Regions from separate parts of the Mus musculus genome. Here region 1 is linked to region 2. Evidence: chromatin contacts called from public Hi-C data. All regions are on one chromosome and are shown on one strand. The core of a region is the stretch at or near the end of the contact, and the rest is flanking DNA. Distances in the headings are between cores, read along the strand shown. Region 1 overlaps Cfap61 (cilia and flagella associated protein 61). Region 2 overlaps Cfap61 (cilia and flagella associated protein 61).

What was found. A called contact is a pair of places that touch in the nucleus more often than the background predicts.
Region 1: a Hi-C map of cerebellum shows a contact between it and region 2, with 1.9 times the contacts expected there. The contact joins two enhancer-like sites. A contact is called at or near these places in 1 of 15 datasets of contacts at CTCF or cohesin (large pre-B cells), 2 of 484 Hi-C or Micro-C datasets (the N1E-115 cell line and cerebellum), 2 of 115 datasets of contacts at active chromatin or transcription factors (embryonic stem cells and neural progenitor cells) and 4 of 9 other capture datasets (adipose tissue, embryonic stem cells, liver and 1 more).

The regions. Positions count from the first base shown.
Region 1 is chr2:146,166,654-146,169,989 of GRCm38.p6, reverse strand. All of the region lies in intron 25 of Cfap61 (cilia and flagella associated protein 61), which reads right to left. Among named protein-coding and RNA genes, the nearest start is that of Insm1, 54 kb to the left of the region's middle. Within about 2 kb of position 1,294, at least 41 of the 459 cell types and tissues checked have an H3K27ac peak or open chromatin away from gene starts, as enhancers often do. A contact at or near this core is called in cerebellum, where this site is marked.
Region 2 is chr2:146,043,897-146,047,662 of GRCm38.p6, reverse strand. Cfap61 (cilia and flagella associated protein 61) reads right to left here. Exons shown (of 27, transcript NM_001369121.1): 17 at 2,116-2,250. Among named protein-coding and RNA genes, the nearest start is that of Gm34629, 54 kb to the left of the region's middle. Within about 2 kb of position 2,027, at least 34 of the 459 cell types and tissues checked have an H3K27ac peak or open chromatin away from gene starts, as enhancers often do. A contact at or near this core is called in cerebellum, where this site is marked.

The sequences.
Region 1 (3,336 bases), core at 45-2,544, 120 kb before region 2:
GAACGTGTGTGTGCTCCATCCAGCTTCCAGTCATAAGCACATGGCCTTGACTGAAGGCTAATAATTAGGGGACTGTAGGCCGTGGGCCTGCTGCATCCTACTTTGCAGTTCCAAAGAGAGAGACCGCACAAGGTAGCTTTCCTGAGGGAACAACTTCTGGAGTCTGACAGTTCAAAAAGGTAATGGCAGCCTTTTAAAGGGCCTGCTCGAGCTCCATTTAGAATATTGTGCAGAGCAGCACTTACCCACTAAAAGTAGGCTGTGGAGTGTTCAGGAAGCGTGCGGGAGAGATGGCGCTGCTCACAGGGGGAGAGGCCGTCAGGGCCGCTTTGAGAGCTGAGATGTTAAGATGTGAAAGGAGGTGATTTAATCAAGGCTATGAGTATCTGATGGGCTCCCACAATGAAGCTGGGGCAAGACCCATTCAGGCTGAGAGGACAAAGGATGCTACAGACTGCTAATTAAGGGTAAGGGGTGGGGGAGTCAGCAGGCATGACCTTTCTTTTGCAGGGTCATCCATAAGTGAGGCTAAAAAGATGAGCTACAGTTAAGAAAGCAGGAAAAAAAAATGTGGTGAACGCCTTGTTAAAGTCTGTGACAGGCCACATCTCAGCAGACTGCCTCAGCCAGCCACTCTCTCCCACCTGGCCTTCTCCTTGAGGTTGCTGCCACCTCTGATGACCTGGGAAGGAGGAGCAGACCCAGCCAGGAAGAAGGTCCTGTTTACTGTAAACCTGTCAAGGGACTTAAGACAGACACTGGCAGGCTTGAGCGTGTGGCTCTGTGCCTATGTGTATGTGTCTGTGTGCATATGTGAGTGTACATGTGAGTGTGTGTGCATGATATATGCACACCTGGGATGTCAGCTATACAAATGCTTCAAGGACAAGATTGGGGAAGGAACAGATTTTAGTGACATATTATGTGATTTTTAAAATGGTGGTTGATTTAAAAAGGTCTATATTATTTTTCCAAAGTGGTAAATCAATCAATCAATCAATCACAATCAAATATCCTGCCCCAAGGCACAGAGTAGTGAGGAGTGTTCTCCCTTGCCTTCTGGCGAATCGGTTCTGTCTGTCTGTCTGTCTGTCTGTCTGTCTCTCTCTCTCTCACACACACACAGTGGGTTAAATAGTTCTTACACACCCAAGTAGAGAATTAGTTCTCCCTCTATAGTGCCAGTAGTTTGTCCTGGCATGTGAGGTAGAGACAAAGAATAAAGCACAGACGAGCTGAGCTGAGCCAGCCTGGGCTGCAGAACCCCAGCTGCTATGGCCCTGTGGCCGCCGCCTGCTGTGCATCACTCTGGCTGACTGCTCAGTTGTCACCCCACATTCCCTCGTGGCTCTAAGTGAGTCTCTGCTCCTGAGGTCATGGGGGTCTCACAAAGGTCCCGAGAGCTTCTCTGAATCAGAAAGGAGCTGTTCTTGGAGAAACACAGAGCACTGGATACCATCAGCCCTGCCAACAGGGAGGAAGGTGTCCTCAGTGTGGTGGATGGCTGAGGAAATGCAGCTGTCTTGGAATGAGACACATGGCTGGTGCAGCCAAGGTCAGGAAAACAATTGGTAATCAGATCTTGGCCAAAATCAGCTGAGCCATTCACCCTGCGTGGAAAGGGCCAAGTCAGCCTGTCTGACAACAGGCAGGGAGAACAGTACTGGGCCAAGAATCAGCGCCTCGGCCTGGCAGTACTTTGTGGCACTTGAGAAGAATGTGGCTGCAGCTGCGTGGGTACATGCCTGCCAAGGCATGGTGGGATCCTCAGGGCCTCGCTTACAAATGCGTGGCCAGCATCTTCCTACCCCCTGCTTCTTTCTGACAGATGTCAATCGGCACTGCCTGTTATCAAGTACTGTCCAGTCTTATTTGGCCATCCTGAACATCCACTCTTAACCGACCAACCAAATTAACTTTTATAATTATTAGCATCATCAGACAACAGCTGCGCCCTGACTCCTGGCCTCCAGCTCACCAGTGTTTCAGGGAGAAAACAAGTCAGCTGGGGCTTTGACTCTGGCTGAATGGGAAAACATTCTTTTTTTTTTTCCACATTAGATTGCTAGCATCTCATTTACCACTGAGTAGGTTTTGTTTAAAAGGAAGGAAGGAAGGAAGGAAGAGTCCCTGGAACTCAGATGTTTCAAGGAACATTGACTGGCAGCAGTGATGGAGTCCTATCATGAGCTAAGAAGAAAATGAATTTGCTTTTTAAATACCTGTTATTTATTTATTTATTTATTTATTTATTTATTTATTTATTTATTTATTTATTTGTTCACTCTCGCTGACAGGTGAATTACACACAAATAGATAAAAAGAGCAGCCCCTCAGTTAAATGACATTATTGCTCTTCTGACCTAACAGGTATCTACAGACCATTCCATCCCAACACTACAGGATACACACTTTTCTCAGTAGCTCACAGGACTCTTTCTATAACAATTTATGCACTAGGAAGCAAAACAGGTTTTTAAAATATAAGGAGATACAGACAAGTTCTCATCCTCTACCTGACCGCAATGGGATGGAATCTGAGAACTACTGCAGGAGAAACTATAGAGTAAACACAAACTCACAAAGACTGGACACTGCACCACTGAATGGGGGTCATCAAAGAAATCAAGAAGGAAACTTAAAGATTTCTAGAATTGAATAAAAAAAGGAAAACGCACCATAACCAAACCCATGGGATAAAATGCAAGCAACCCTAATGGGGAAGTTTACAGCCGCAAGTACCTAAGTTCAAAAGTTAGAGAGATGGAAAATAAGTAGCAATGTATCTTAGGTCTTGGGAAAAGGAGACCAAGCCAAACCCAAGAATCGGTAGCTAGAAAGAAGCGTGATCCAGTCAGAAGTGAATGAACTAGAAACAACAAAGATACAAAGAGTCAATGAAGTTGGTGATCTGAAAAGAGAAACAAGAGTGACAAACCCAGAGCCAAAACTAACCAAACCAGGGAACACCCAAATTAACAGGACCAGAGCTGAAAATGGAGGGAGACATTACTGCCGTGTCCACTAGCCATGGCTTCCAAAGGCTTGGACCTGCCTGGGGACCTCCAGAGAATGAAGAAAAGACAGACACATAGATAAGGGGGGTTGCAGAGTCTGGTTCTCTGATGGAGACACCTCAGCACCCAGAGCTTAGAGTGTTTACTATATACAACTGAACAGAAAGGTGGGGCTACTGCATACGGATATATAAGGAGGAGGGGTTTATACTGTACAGCGGGGTCAAGGAGACAGGTTTAGCTAATCTCAGTAAGAGCAGGCTCTGTAGGGGAGCAGTCTTCAGACTGTAAATATCTGGGGGTGGGGAGAAAGCTATAC
Region 2 (3,766 bases), core at 778-3,277:
AGAAGGAGTCACGCATCCTGACATGGGCAGGAAAGGGTTATTACACGTAAGCAGTGATTTCAAATCACACCAACCTGGGAAGTAATGCAAGGATCACTTTTTAATGAAACAAAATGTTTTCTCTGGCTTTCTTTCCACCTGGAGCTCCAGTTCATCTGAGGGTGGCCCAGTACCAGAAGTGACGGGCAGAGGACGGACTGGGGGTGTCTTGCATGCTTGAAACATGTTCCTGCTACTAGCAACAGCTCTGAATGCCTCCCCTGTAGCTCCAACCCTCCCACTCATTCCGTGACAGTGCTGACTGAAGTCACAGGAGCCCCACTATGCAAAAGACCTTCCTTTTACGGAGCCCTGTCTATGTGAAGGCATTTCAGGAGAAGGGTCAGGATCTCTTACCTTTCTTGGATCTGATTCACAAGCCGCAAAGCATCCTGTGGTGAGACCACGCCCTCTGCCTCCTGAGGCTCCTCCCCTCTGACCCGTAGGACCCAAATTGTCCAAGAATACATCATTGCTTCCAGGTGCTGAGTAGATGGGGATTTTGGTGGTCCTCCAGGGGAGGTTTGGAGTAAGAAGCCAAGTGTAAACTAAATTGATCTATGAAGACCTAAGCACATGGAAGCTTCTGTAGCAACTGGAAAGACTGATTCTATGTCCGCAAAAATCTAACAGTAGCATAACTGAACTTGGATTTTGTCTGTCTATGCTTTTTAAATCTCATTTTTTCCCCCAGGAATTAATGTTGTTAAAACTAGGAAAGAGGGGGCTGGTGAGATGGCTCAGTGGGTAAGAGCACCTGACTGTTCTTCCGAAGGTCCAGAGTTCAAATCCCAGCAACCACATGGTGGCTCACAGCCATCTGTAACAAGATCTGACGCCCTCTTCTGGTGTGTCTGAAGACAGCTACAGTGTACTTACATATAATAAATAAATAAATAATTTTAAAAAACTAGGAAAGATTGAACATTTAAAAAAAAGCTATAAGGGAAAGGTCTCTCACTCATGGGGAGCTGGGGAGGTGGGTAGGAAACTATCTTCTATAATAATTGAATCTGCTTGTCACTTTTGATAATAAAAAAGTTAAAACAAACAACTTGCTGTTCATTTTCAATGAGCAACAATTTGTAATTGTTAGGGGATAAGGATAAATTTTGTAATTTTACCAATATAAGGATCAGGCCAGACTTGAAGAGGAGGCCTCTTGGCTGGGTCTGCTCCATCCCTGCCCCTGTAAGGCTGAGCTGGGAGCAAGGTGTCTGCACCCTCCCTCTGTGCGGAGGCTGAGGCGGCCCCTCATCTCTGAGGGGCAACTCCTCAGCTCGATGTTTTAAACGCTCACACGTTCATGTTCCTCTTTTAGCTTTCAGGAAGAGCAAATCTTAGCCACTACAATATTTTGTTTTTATAATAACTTCAACTCAAAGTACCCAGAACATTGGAAGCCTACATGTTGGTCAAGTTCACACAGTTATGCTGTCCACTTAAATTACAATCAAAGCATGGCTTTGCCTTTCACATTCACAAACATTTACACTCGGGTTCCAACCCTTTTCTTGTCTGGTCTCAATGGCGTCCCAGGGTTATTTTCTACCTCGAGGTAGGTAAAATGAACAAGGCTCATTTTGACTTCCCACTTTTACGTGTGCATGTTTAAAACAAACAAACAGCTTATCCTCAGCTTAACACCCAACAACTCCAACATGGCATTTCTCTGTCAACTTTGTCCTAACAGCAAAAAGACCACTGACTGACTTAAAGCGAACGATCAATTGAAAAGAGGATTCTTCTTTTGAGGATGGGGAAGGAAGATAAAACTATGCTGGGGTGCGCACGGCTCTAGGTCACTCATTTGTCCAGGAACCAGCAACAACACACGAGGTGCCCCTGCTGTATCCTCTGAAGGAGGATGTGGCTACTGTTTTAGGCTTTCTATGAAATAAGCACTCGAGGGCAAGGCTGCAGGGAGCCCTTGCAGGGCGCCGCCTGTAAGGGTATGAGCGCCAGGTTCCCTGTAATTAAGAAGCAGCCTGCTTGGTGAAGACAGGGCTGCCACCCCATCTGCCAAGCCCGCGGGAGCTGGCACCGTGCCTCCCTGCCTGCCGCCCTGCTACCCACCTGATCCTTGGAGACCTCCTTTGATGGAGCGTTTATGCCAAGCTTTTCCAGAGGATAGACAATCTGTCGTCGTGGTCGCACGGGAACCAAGTAATGAAGGGCAGATGTCAGGGAGTGGGAGTAAGAGCTCTGGAGCTGAAAGACAACCATCTCTATTTTAGGGGAGAGAATGTCAGAGGCACAGCGCAGATGTCTTCGTGCTGCTCGACAAATACAAAACTCTTAACTCGGCCAAGTCAGAGAGGGGAGGGGAAAAAAATCAGCAAATAAACAAACATACTCTTCGAGCAGAGGAATGAATTGCAGATAATGCCTCACACTAATGAAGATAATTATGAGGGTAATTACTTTACTATCTCTGTGGGAATGACAGATAAACAAGTGGTTTGGTTTATGGGATTTTTCAGTACAAGTATTTCCCCCAGGAGACTATCCCTCTCCACAGTGATCATGAATCAGCTTGATCTGACCCCATTAAGCTGTGTTATCTGAGTCCTGTTAACCTTTGTGTGTTTGGCACAAGACGCTTTGACACACAGAGATGAAAATGCCATCCAGGGGGCAACCTCGCCCAGATGTGAAGGCGCTCCAGTAACTTTACTTGGGCTTTTTTTTAAAAAATAAAATGAGGGTCTCGTGAAAGAACTGGGATGTGGGGAACAGGAGAGGAGGAGCGAATGATTTTGATTTGTAGAACGACTGAACCGTGAACTGCATTTATGCTTGTTGAAATAGATAATACATAATTTGTATAATAATGCTTTAAGTAGTCATTTAATCTAGTTTTTAAAACTTGACAGAGAATGGTGGCTGACATTTATGAAATCTTGGAAATAATAATAATAACACCTCAGGGCCAAGAAATCATTTCAGCCTCAAGGGTAAAACTGTGAAAAGCGAAACTGGCAATGATGTATCTATTTGTTGAATTAGAGTCAGAGAGCAAAGAAGTCTAGCAGAACATTAGCTGTATTTTAATAAATATAATGCTTTGCAGACGATTCATGTACTGTTTTATAAGTAGCCACGAACATATTTTACGAGCTTCTAGAAATGCTTTCTAGAATCTTTAACCACTGCACATCATACCCTGACTTCACATGTTACTGAGCAGCATTACCCAGGAAACCCTGCCCAGGGTGCTGTGTGTGTATGTATATATAATATATATTATATCTGTGATTGTCTATGCCGGTGCTTCTCAGCCTTCCTAATGCAGTGACCCTTTAATACAGTTCCTCGTGTTGTGGAGACCCCCAACCATAAAGTTATCTCATTGCTACCTCATAACTGTAATTTTGCTACTGTTATGGCTCATAAATGTAAACATGTGATATGCAGGATATCTGATATTTGAGCCCCAGGGGGGGTCACAAGCCACGGGCTGAGAACTTCTGGTCTATGTCCTGATGCAGGTCCTCTCATGAGATTAGGAGAGGCCCACACTGCAGTGAGATATAGGCAGATCAATTTTACTGCTAGAAGACTTGGAGCAGAATTTGATAATTCTGACTCAAATGACTTGGGACAGCTTCTTACTCTTGTTTTACAATGAGCATGAGTAAATCAACCAGCAGTGTGACTAAGGAAACCTGTTTCCAAATGTGTTTCCGGTGCCTGACAAGCAGTTTGGTGAGGAGACACAGGTGCA